Linked DNA regions of Salmo salar: region 1 is linked to region 2. The links are chromatin contacts, called in public Hi-C maps. All regions are on one chromosome and are shown on one strand. The core of a region is the stretch at or near the end of the contact, and the rest is flanking DNA. Distances in the headings are between cores, read along the strand shown. Region 1 holds the start of mta1 (metastasis associated 1). Region 2 overlaps crip2 (cysteine-rich protein 2).

Region 1 (5,673 bases), core at 428-2,927, 58 kb after region 2:
GATTGTGTAGTCACAGGAAGATGCTGTCTAGTTATAATTACAACACACTGGCCACAACGTCGGTAAAAGTATAGAAGTGCCAGCCTACAGTGGCATATACGCAAGCGCACACACACACACACAGTTACTTAATCTTGAATGTGCAAGTAGACAATAGTATCCCTCTCTACTGTTGCAAAGAATTACTTCATTTTGAGTGCACTGGTGGTTAAATATATAGAGACTTGTGATTGGCTTACCATGGTCATATGACTGCAGACGCTTGGCCTAGTAGTTGAGCTTTCCATATGGAAGGGGTGCTCAGTTACATTCGGCAGTGGGTCTATTTTTTCTTTTTTGGGGGGGCCGGAACAGAGTTATAAATAATTTGTACACTGCAGAATCTCAAACAGATATAGTATTTGAGAAAAATATAATAATTTCAAACCTTGATTACATTGGGATATACGATCACATATGCCACTCTTCTTATGTGTGGGGATACTTGGGAACAGATTTCCTAAATTAAAATCACTTTGAGCTCATGTTGTTTTGTTCTCAGGTGACTTTGGGGGCCAAATAAAATCACACACGGGCTGAATTTGGCCCGCAGGCCACCCATTTGGGAACTCTGCCATATGGTACAGATCAGATGAACACCAGGGGAATTACTCCATGCCTAAATTTACATTGAAAATCACCTCTTAAAACACGGTAAAGATTCAGTACACCATCAGAGGAAGCCCCGTCTTCCTGGAATAGACTCTCTGCTCTGTAAAAAAAATAAACTCTCTCACCCCTCTCTTTTTCTCCTCTCCCTGAGTTTCTCTCTCCCAGTCTTTCTCTGTTCTCTCTCTCTCCTTCTCTTTCTCTGTGTCACTGTCTGTCTGTCTGTCTGTCTGTCTGTCTGTCTGTCTGTCTGTCTGTCTGTCTGTCTGTCTGTCTGTCTCTCTGTCTCTCTTTCTCTCTGTCTAAGGAGACCACCCAGGATTATGTTTTCACAGCAAGCTACATCTCCTTGGACTCAGACATAGGCTATAACACACACCCCAGTTCTGTAAGGCATGAAGCTGTCCAAACCAGAAAGACTACGGTGTGGATAGTGGATACCTAAGGCCATTATCAAACTGTTTTAAACAGCAAATCCCCTAATGATGTTTTACCTAATTTAGTTCAGAATTAGCTGTTATGTGACATCAGTGTTGGCCTACCAGTCCAGGACATGTGTTGCCTAATCATGGTCTTCTATTCTACTCTGTTTTGCTCTTATCCTTTACAAAACAAAGGAGTGATCATAAGAGAATTAAACTAGACTTTGTCTGATAGTAATTGAAAACACATAGCCTACAAAATAGCCTAGTTAAAAACTACAACACCATCCATCTCTCTCTTCCCTTTGAAGATGATGGGACAATGAATAGGCTAGACCAGGGGTATTCAACTCTTACCCTAAGAGATCTGGAGCCTGCTTTTCTCTTCTTCCTGATAATTAATTGCATACACCTGGTTTCCCAGGTCTAAATAAGTCTCTGATTAGAGGGGAACAATGAAAAAAGCAGTGGAACTGGCTTCAGTGAGGTTGAGTGGGCTAGACAGAGGGAGATATGAACAGACCACAATCAAATGTATTTAATTTTTTTGTAGGCTACTCAAACAGCAACAGTGTAATACTTTATAAATGTTCCCGTTAGTTTTGAAATAACACAACGATGCTGAATAGTGGCCCCTCGTTCATGCACTGACTTCCAGGGGAAACCGCTTTGTTACGAACTGTATCCACATTTTACGCGGGTGAACTCAAGTCCGCCTCAATTAAAAACACAGCAGGCCTACCCAGAGAAGTAGGGGTTTTGGAGAAATAACGGGTACTGTCTCTTTAAGATCTCTTGGCTAGTCTGCTTCGTATTGATCAATCCACCATTTTCCAACACACAGCGGCGGCAGTGGTAACAGCGACGGCTACTGCGAGAGATAGCCCTACCTGGAGACGCCAGGACCCGGGGCAGTCATGGCAGCGAACATGTACCGGGTTGGAGGTAAGGGGAACACAGTTATGGACAATTTAGTGTCCTTTATGTCGCGTTCTCCCTGGTTCGTCGCGGGTTTTGCAGCCATGGTTTTGTCCTTTTTTTTTTATTTCCTAAAGCTAAAGTGCCTTGTGCTTCAGTCAGTGATGAAGATGATGGTGACTGAGGAGGAGGAGGATGGTGATGAAGAGTCTCGTAGGGACCCCGGGTTTTTTCCCCTCGTTGTTTCTAAACGTATCACTGCTGTTACACAAACCAATATGGTCGTCTTTAGTTAACATTTTTTAGTTTTTATTAAAATAATTATTCAACGATACGCTTTTAAAAGTAAAGTTTGGCTTGCCAGTCGGCTAGCTAACGCATTAGTTGGCTAACAGGCTATTTGGCATTTTGTATTTTGAGGCAGAACACGAAAACGTTACTAACTGCTGCTGGTCTCTGAAGTTGTACTTTCAGAATTATAATAAAGTACAATAGTGCCTATTGTCTAGTCAAAGTAGCTGTATTATAACAGACTGACCTTTTTGAATTTATATCAAATTGATCAGCATTTGCGTTTCATAATATATACAACTTTACAATAACAATAGCTACCTAGCAAGGTTAGTCTACTCGGGTTGAAGTTGACTTAAATGAGTTTCCGACTCACCTGGCTCGTTCAGTGCATGGGAATAGTTAGTATACTGAGGTCCGGTGTCACACTCCCCTGCAATACATTTAAATTAGTTTGTCAACAAATTGGTAACTGTATCCAGCAGTAGTCTAGTCGAGCCACAGGTTTTAAACCAAGCTTCATTCATTGTCAGCTGGTGTGAAAATGTTTCTGTTTGACCACAACAGTGTGTGTCAGCAGCACCAGATGTGGATTGTAATGGATGGGGTCAATGGGACCAGTCATAGAGGAAACCACTTTTACTTATTTAACTATTTAACATAGAGGAAACAATACTATGTAACAACAATAGCCTAGCCTACCCTCTAACTATTAATTCATGTTAACTGTCTTTCAGTTGTTTATGAATCATTTGTTTGTTTGTGAGACAACTCTGTCACACTAGTGTTCATAAAATATAGAGTTTAGTTGGCACTGTACAGAAATGGTAACAGTTATTCTGTCTGTCTGCTTGTTATCATGCTGATTCTGCTTAATAGAGGACTCATTTCATTGTTTTGGAAAGTGGGGAATTCAAGCCACTCATTGCTGTGCACACAGTTGGTGCCACAGAGTAGTTTATGGCAGATCATTTTAATTGATAGCTGGGGAATGCATCTTTTTGACAGCAGATTCATTACAGCGGCGCACTCATTTTTAGAAATGATGGACTTTTGATGGAACTGTTTGACAGTTTCTCAAGAACCTCTGATGAATAGCCATTCAATCAGTGCCAAGATAGTAAAGGTAAGCCTACATTTTAGAGGGAGAAATTATTTAGAATAGCCATGTCAATCAATAAAATGTATTTTATGAAACCCTTTTTACATCAGCAGTTGTCACAAAGTGCTTTACAGATACCCAGCCTAAAACCCCAAGGAGCAAGCAATGCAGAGGCAGTTCAGCGCAGTGGCTAGGAAAAACTCCCTAGAAGGCAGTAACCTTGGAAGAAACCTAGAGAGGAATCAGGCTCCAAGGGGTGGCCAGTCCTCTTCTGACCTGCTACATTCCCTTTAGGTCCCGTTTGGCCCTACAACCACAGTCGTTGCCTCAGCTCTTTGGTTCAATGTCGAACCGCTCATGGCAGTACACTGAAATCTAATAAGGTCCAGGATCAAATGGATGCCACTCTGGGTAGGTGCCTTGTCCCCTTCTCCAGTCTAGGGCATTGCCTGGCATCTGAGCAAAGCCGAGTTCCCCTCAAAGATAGCTGACACTTAAAAAGACAATGCTGTAGACAAGGCTGGATCATCACAGAGGCAATGAGGAGGACTTCCCTTGTGGCTGAAGCGTGGACAAAGCCTGTCACACATACACAGTAGGCTAGCTAGGCCCTAATGTCTTTGTTTCCCACAGCAGATTACTCTTCTGGGCCCTCAACATTTTCTACCCCAAAGTCCATTTACCCTTACTCCTTCCGATAGATCACTTATTTGTCTTTGTTTTCTGTAGATCACTCTTCTGGAGAGCGAGCCTCATCTGGCATTTAGGGTCCCTGACCATTTTACCCTCCAAAACCCAAAGGAAATGATAAAAACAAGGGTCTGTATGGTTGTTGGTTGTTTTTCATTTTGGAGTCACACAGCATTATTGTGAACTAACATCATAGTATCCTAAACTGATCTCCTGTCCCTGGCATAAGAGGAAAGTTGCTTGATCAGTAGCATCAATCTGGCATTTTCAGCTTATTGTCTTGGCTAACACGCACTGAATGAGCAACAAATTGTCATCATGGCCACTTTCCCTGTAGGTGTGTAGTCTCAGGCCCCCTGGGGTCAAAGTTCAGGAGAGGATCCAGGTAGTTGGATGCTTGGACAAGCTTTACTATTCAGTTGGATTGGCTCTTCTTTGGTAAAAGCCCCCCATGGCACTATCACATGGAATCTTCCTTACAAATGTGATTGGCTACATGTCATGCAGAGAGTGCATGATGGGATCGATGTTTGGGTAAAGGAAGACCGTAAGGACAGAAAGCAGCAATATCTTCAGCAAGTGGCCCTCAGTGGAAATGTCAATCACTGACCCCTTGAGTGTGATGTACTTCTGCGTTGCTTGGTCTCTGGGCTTCTGTATAAGTACTATGTGACAAGGGCTTTATTAATACATTTGATGTGATTTCGATCCGTAGCAATAACCGGAATATTTTCCCAGCAGAGAACATATTGTGACGGTAAAATGACAAGTGACCAGTGGCAACACAGACGTTTGTACACTGCGTCTCCTCAGAGCCAAACTGTGGTAGACAGCATCTCTTTGGCAGCAGAATTGATACAGGCTCTCTGACAGAGGGTGAACACACTGCTCAGATAGGAAAAAGGTGGAGGCTATGCCTTCTAACAGTCACAGACAGTATGGAGGATCATACCAAGTTTGGCTAGTGTTAGAACAGGCCCTGCATTTTCTTTACCTATCTGAGTGAGATAGATGGACAGACTGTCTTTGGGGCTCAGCTACATGCTACGATTGGCTCTGAGGGAATTTGACTGCACTGTGACGTGGCGGGTAGTGATGGCGCATGATTGGCTGAGGCCGGCAGTGGGGGAGGGGTGGGGGTAGCAGACGCTGGCTGTGGGCACATGCAGGCTGATCTGGCAGGAGGGTAGGCGAGGGCTGGCAGAGACAGGCAGGCAGGAAGAGTGAGCTGGAGAGACGGGCAGGCAGGTTTGCCTGTTCTGTATGTTTTTTTTAAATTACATTTTTGAGCTCTTTTGAAGGCTGTGGTTGAGCATGTTCAGTGTAAGATTCGCTGCATGTTTCCCATTAGTAAACCGCTCAAATTGAGTTGGTTAGTGTACTTGCTACAGGAGTACACACGTGAGTGCATGGCTGGACATGTACAGTGCCTCTGGAAAGTATTCTGACCCCTTGACTTTTTCCACATTTTGTTACGTTAGTCTTATTCTAAAATGTATTAAATAAATACAAATCCTCATCTACACACAATACCCCATAATGACAAAGAGAAAACAGGTTGTTATACATTTTTTGCAAATTTATAAAAAATAGGAAACAGAT
Region 2 (5,936 bases), core at 3,306-5,805:
TAACAGAATGACGGTTTGTGTCGTCATTCTGTTACCAAACTTTGCATCCGCACGTTTCTTCAAGTAAACGTGTTTTTGTAAAGTTTTCAGTGGAAATTGTTAAAAGTTGTCCTTGTGCATAGAGTTGTATAGTTTGTTTAACTTTGGAATCATTGTTTTTTGTTTGGCATACATTTTAAAGTGAAACATCTGAGACTCAGCATCATTTTGTTACCATGGAATTGCCCTCCTGATCTAATGTATGCCTTATGACAATAGTAAGATGTTCTTCACCTTTTGGTCCAAAGAGGGCAGCATAGCATGGTTTGTGGCAGAAGGGCTTCCCATCATGCTGTAGACAGGGAATAAAGAGAAGAAGAATGACTGACGGTGAGTAAATAACATTTATAAGCCCAAACCTCACAAGACTGACAAACATAGCTTGGCAATTTCCATCTTCTAGACAGACTCATGCATCTTTGGAAAAAAAAGGTTATTAGATTGTGTGTGCGTGTGTGTAGGAGAGAGACAGAGAGAGAGAAAAAACACCACAGCCTCCTGAGAAAGAAAGGGAGAAAGAAAGTCAGTCTGGCTTGATCTCCATTTTCCAATGTGTTCCAATGTTCCAGCCCAGGTATCAGTTGTGGTTGTAAACAGGAGACCAGTACTGTTGATTAATCAAACACCTCACATCAGGGTCCTTTTCAGTAGGTGGAAATCATTTGGAAACTTACTGAACCTGACCCAGTATTATGGTTGCAAAATGCTGGTAACTTTCCCCAAATTCCCAGGTTTCCCAGAAATCCTGGTTGGAGGATTCCGGATTTCCTGTTTATTCCCACATGATTCCAGGAGTTCCAACCGGGATTTCCCCCCACCCCAAAATTGGGAAAGCTAACAGATTTTTGCAACCCTACCCAGGATAGGTGTGAGCGTGTGTGGGCCTTGTAGGATGACAGAGGTCAGTCGAAGGCTTAGAGATGGGTCTGTCAGGACTCTATGTCTCTCCTAATGCATGCCGGGATGATGGTGGTCATGTAATAGTTGTCAGTGGTCAAATCAAATGGTCATGTAACAGCATGGACAGGCAGCAGAGGGATCAGGGCCTGGGCCAGAGAGAAGGCATCCAGTCCAGAGCTCTTTCCTAATTAATCTTTCCTCCATTCCTCGATTTCTCTCCTTGCCGCCTCGACAAAATGGATTGGAGAAAAAGGTCAGAAGGTAGGGACCTTGGACATTCTCCTCCAATACAGTGAGGAGGACGGGAAGAGAGGATGAATTGAGATACAGCAAAAGTGGACAGGCAGAGGGGGATGAAAGAGGCTACGGTACCAACGCCACAGCACAGGGCCACGTGCCAATGCCGACTGTGGGAACAAACTGCTTTAGTCGCACAATCCCTTCACACCCACGTGGCATCTTATTCCCCTCAGAAACTCACAGAGTAGAAAACAGCCTGCTTCTCTTCTCAACTATCTATAATGTATTACCCATGACAGGAAGTAAATGTAGCGCTGTAACAGGAGCTAGAAACAGACAGGCAGACACAGTGTGTGTGTGTTAAACAGACAGACACAGATCCATAGGGGTTGTAACATCTATGGGGCCTATACAGTAAACGTTCTGGTAATATTAGTCTCTCTCTCTGACTACTGGGCACTGATGGGTTTGTCAGGAGGGAAGATCCAGCACACAGGGCTTCATTGTGCCCACTAGACAGCTCTGGTCCCCTCACAGTTCTGGTTGTATTTCCCTACAGCAGGACCAGTAGGACCTGAGAGATGGATTACCCAGCCCAGTGTGTGGTTATAATTCACTGCAGTATGAGTACCCTAAAGATGGATCAACTATCCCAGTCCAGAGCCCAGAGCCTAGCCCACTCACTTCCCAGACACAAAAGGAGGAGACATTCGCCTTTCCAATTTTCCCACATCCATTTCTGCTTCATGCACCTATTCATGTTGTTACTTCTATGACCAGAGAAAGTGAAATATTCCTCTATATAATAAAAGACAAGCCGCTTATAATAACAACGCAAACTTATGGAAACACTTTGCGACACTCATTAATTGCAGCTGCAGTGCTGGTTGTAGCGTGAGTGGAAATAGGGAGAACGCAGACTTTATGGCTTATAAAAGTGCTGATCAAATTATTGACAGTGCTGAATAAGGGCTCCCGAGTGGCACAGCGGTCTAAGGCACTGCATCTCAGTGCTAGAGGCGTCACTACAGACCCTGGTTCAATTCCAGGCTGTATCACAACTGGTCGTGATTGGGAGTCCCACAGGGCAGCGCACAATTGGCCCAGGTTTGGCTGGGGTAGGCCGCCATTGTAAATAAGAATTTGTTCTTAACTGACTTGTCTAGTTAAATAAAGGTAAAATAAATCATTTAAAAAATAACTTAAACATGGACTTACTCAAAAACAGCAGCTCTTTGCTGCGTTCGTTGAGTTGCTCTAGTCATGGTTTTAAACGTTTTGAAATCTCACATTATACATTTTGCTGTGTGTTCAAGGCTTCTTTTTACAGTCTAGGGAACGAGGAAACTGTGCAGACATGGTGATCTGAGCTATCTGATTGGCCAGCGGGAGGCCTATAAGTGCACCTGATTTGCTAGTGGGGTTAGGGTGGTGAGTTTCCTCTGTTTGGAGTGGGGTTAGGGTGGTGAGTTTCCCCTGTTTAGAGTGGGGTTAGGGTGGTGAGTTTCCCCTGTTTAGAATGGGGTTAGGGTGGTGAGTTTCCCCTGTTTAGAATGGGGTTAGGGTGGTGAGTTTCCCCTGTTTAGAATGTGGTTAGGGTGGTGAGTTTCCCCTGTTTAGAGTGGGGTTAGGGTGGTGAGTTTCCCCTGTTTAGAGTGGGGTTAGGGTGGTGAGTTTCCCCTGTTTAGAATGGGGTTAGGGTGGTGAGTTTCCCCTGTTTAGAATGGGGTTAGGGTGGTGAGTTTCCCCTGTTTAGAGTGGGGTTAGGGTGGTGAGTTTCCCCTGTTTAGAATGGGGTTAGGGTGGTGAGTTTCCCCTGTTTAGAGTGGGGTTAGGGTGGTGAGTTTCCCCTGTTTAGAATGGGGTTAGGGTGGTGAGTTTCCCCTGTTTAGAATGGGGTTAGGGTGGTGAGTTTCCCCTGTTTAGAGTGGGGTTAGGGTGGTGAGTTTCCCCTGTTTAGAATGGGGTTAGGGTGGTGAGTTTCCCCTGTTTAGAGTGGGGTTAGGGTGGTGAGTTTCCCCTGTTTAGAATGGGGTTAGGGTGGTGAGTTTCCCCTGTTTAGAATGGGGTTAGGGTGGTGAGTTTCCCCTGTTTAGAATGGGGTTAGGGTGGTGAGTTTCCCCTGTTTAGAATGGGGTTAGGGTGGTGAGTTTCCCCTGTTTAGAGTGGGGTTAGGGTGGTGAGTTTCCCCTGTTTAGAATGGGGTTAGGGTGGTGAGTTTCCCCTGTTTAGAATGGGGTTAGGGTGGTGAGTTTCCCCTGTTTAGAGTGGGGTTAGGGTGGTGAGTTTCCCCTGTTTAGAGTGGGGTTAGGGTGGTGAGTTTCCCCTGTTTAGAGTGGGGTTAGGGTGGTGAGTTTCCCCTGTTTAGAATGGGGTTAGGGTGGTGAGTTTCCCCTGTTTAGAATGGGGTTAGGGTGGTGAGTTTCCCCTGTTTAGAGTGGGGTTAGGGTGGTGAGTTTCCCCTGTTTAGAATGGGGTTAGGGTGGTGAGTTTCCCCTGTTTAGAATGGGGTTAGGGTGGTGAGTTTCCCCTGTTTAGAATGGGGTTAGGGTGGTGAGTTTCCCCTGTTTAGAATGGGGTTAGGGTGGTGAGTTTCCCCTGTTTAGAGTGGGGTTAGGGTGGTGAGTTTCCCCTGTTTAGAATGGGGTTAGGGTGGTGAGTTTCCCCTGTTTAGAATGGGGTTAGGGTGGTGAGTTTCCCCTGTATAGTGTTTTTTTCTGTGAACATTTCTGTGAAACTGTGTACGTTTTACTTGTTGATTTTGAAAATCAAAATGTGCCAATGTGTTTGTCTACATGCCATTTAACAACAATGCAGATATTGGAGTAAACCTATTTTGGGTTAAGACAAGTAACTATGAGTAAGGGCAAACCTTGTAATAAGCTTGCAAGCTGAATTTGAATAAGATATCCGATTTACACTTTGCATTTATAATGGTTGTTTTTACTATATCTAATAACTTACCAAACCATTGATGAATCACTAAATAAAATAAATACATGTCTCTCGTCTGCCCCTGCAAGCCGGTCGGTTGGTATACGCGTCATCACACTCCGTCATCTGATTGGTCGAGTAGGTGAGCCTTCTGACTTTGTCGCTGTAGTAACTAGTGACAACCAAGGTGTTGTAGCAAACGAGTTGCCTAGGCAACACCCCCCCCCTGCAGCAGCAGCACACAAAAAAATATAATGAATAGAACAGGCTTGGAACCTCTAACTGGCAATTTGACTGGTAAACTCATGTGTACACTCGCAATGGCTGCCTGATGCAGTAATTTCCATGGTCATGTAGAATGTTCATTCAAAGGATCTTAACTGATGTGGTTCATGCAATGGAATGTATTTTTTGTATTGGCAGTTGAGTTGTTTTAACATACCACAGCACATGTTGATGGGTACACTTCCTGCTTTTACTTCCTTCTTTTACTTCCTTCTTTGCTCCTATTTGTAGACTCGCAATGGCCGCCAGTCCACCCATTATGCCATCATTGACATGAATGGAGACACCAGTTCTATTCATTCTATTTCTATGGCAGCACATGCAGTCAGGAGTGGAGGAGAGGAGAAAATGACCGTGTTTCTTTTTTCGCTATCCGAACGGTTATTACGGTAACCGCAATCATTTGGCTGGCCAACTACCGTCATCCAAAATCCATGACCGTCACAGCCCTAGTCTTTCCCTGACCCTGAATCCGATCTCATACAGCCCCATTCCTCGTGAGACACACACACACACACACACACACACACACACACACACACACACACACACACACACACACACACACACACACACACACACCACCGCTCATCCTGCTCCCTTGATCTTTGCGTGGTAAGACCCAGGCCCATTATCAACTGTATACCTGTATCAGGACCCATGGTGAGGGGGATTCTGTGTGTAGTAACAGAGTTATGACCTCCTCCTTGGATAGAGCCAGGATGAAGGCTTGGCCTGTGTGTGTGTGTGTGTGCATAATGTGTACTATGGAGGCTTGCTAAAGGCTTCTGCATGCTTCAGTTGGCTGGCAGCTAGCCAAACTCGCATACCCCCTTAAAAAAAGACCTTCACTTAAAAAATGAGAAAAAGATGCAATAGCCTGTTTGTCCATCTTGAGGCGATGTAGCCAGTATACACTTTCACAAAATAGTCAGAATTAATCTAATAAATTGCAGAATTTTCCAAGCGAAAAAATGTGTGTGAAATCAAGTCATCTCTCAAATTGCAAGAATCACTACTGTTGACCAATTACCAACGAAGGGGTGTAGACCCAAAACAACGGCGCTGCAGAAGGGGCAGACTGAGCGGTCTTCTGGTCAGGCTCCGTAGACGGGCACATTGCGAACCGCTCCCGAGCATACTACTCGCCAATGTCCAGTCTCTTGACAACAAGGTAGACGAAATCCGAGCAAGGGTTGCCTTCCAGAGAGACATCAGAGATTGTAACGTTCTTTGTTTCATGGAAACATGGCTCACTCGGGATACCTTATCAGATTCGGTACAGCCACCCGGTTTCTTCACGCATCGCGCCGACAGAAACAAACATCTCTCTGGTAAGAAGAAGGGCGGGGGTGTATGCCTTATGATTAACGAGGCGTGGTGTGATCATAACAACATACAGTAACTGAAGTCCTTTTGTTCACCTGACCTAGAATTCCTTACAATCAAATGCCGACCGCATTATCTACCAAGAGAATTCTCTTCGATCATAATCACAGTCGTGTATATCCCGCCCCAATCAGACACATCGATGGCCC

The links. A called contact is a pair of places that touch in the nucleus more often than the background predicts.
Region 1: a contact with region 2 is called in a Hi-C map of blood, with 10 times the contacts expected there. The contact joins the promoter of mta1 here to the enhancer-like site in region 2. A contact is called at or near these places in 3 of 3 Hi-C or Micro-C datasets (blood, gill and muscle).

Annotation. Positions count from the first base shown.
Region 1 is chrssa01:42,687,276-42,692,948 of Ssal_v3.1, forward strand. mta1 (metastasis associated 1) reads left to right here and starts at 1,678. Exons shown (of 17, transcript XM_014195485.2): 1 at 1,678-2,015. The coding sequence starts at 1,988.
Region 2 is chrssa01:42,626,191-42,632,126 of Ssal_v3.1, forward strand. It overlaps crip2 (cysteine-rich protein 2), which reads right to left. Exons shown (of 8, transcript XM_014195473.2): 3 at 274-331. Among protein-coding and RNA genes, the nearest start is that of crip1, 28 kb to the left of the region's middle. Within about 2 kb of position 4,556, at least 2 of the 13 cell types and tissues checked have an H3K27ac peak or open chromatin away from gene starts, as enhancers often do.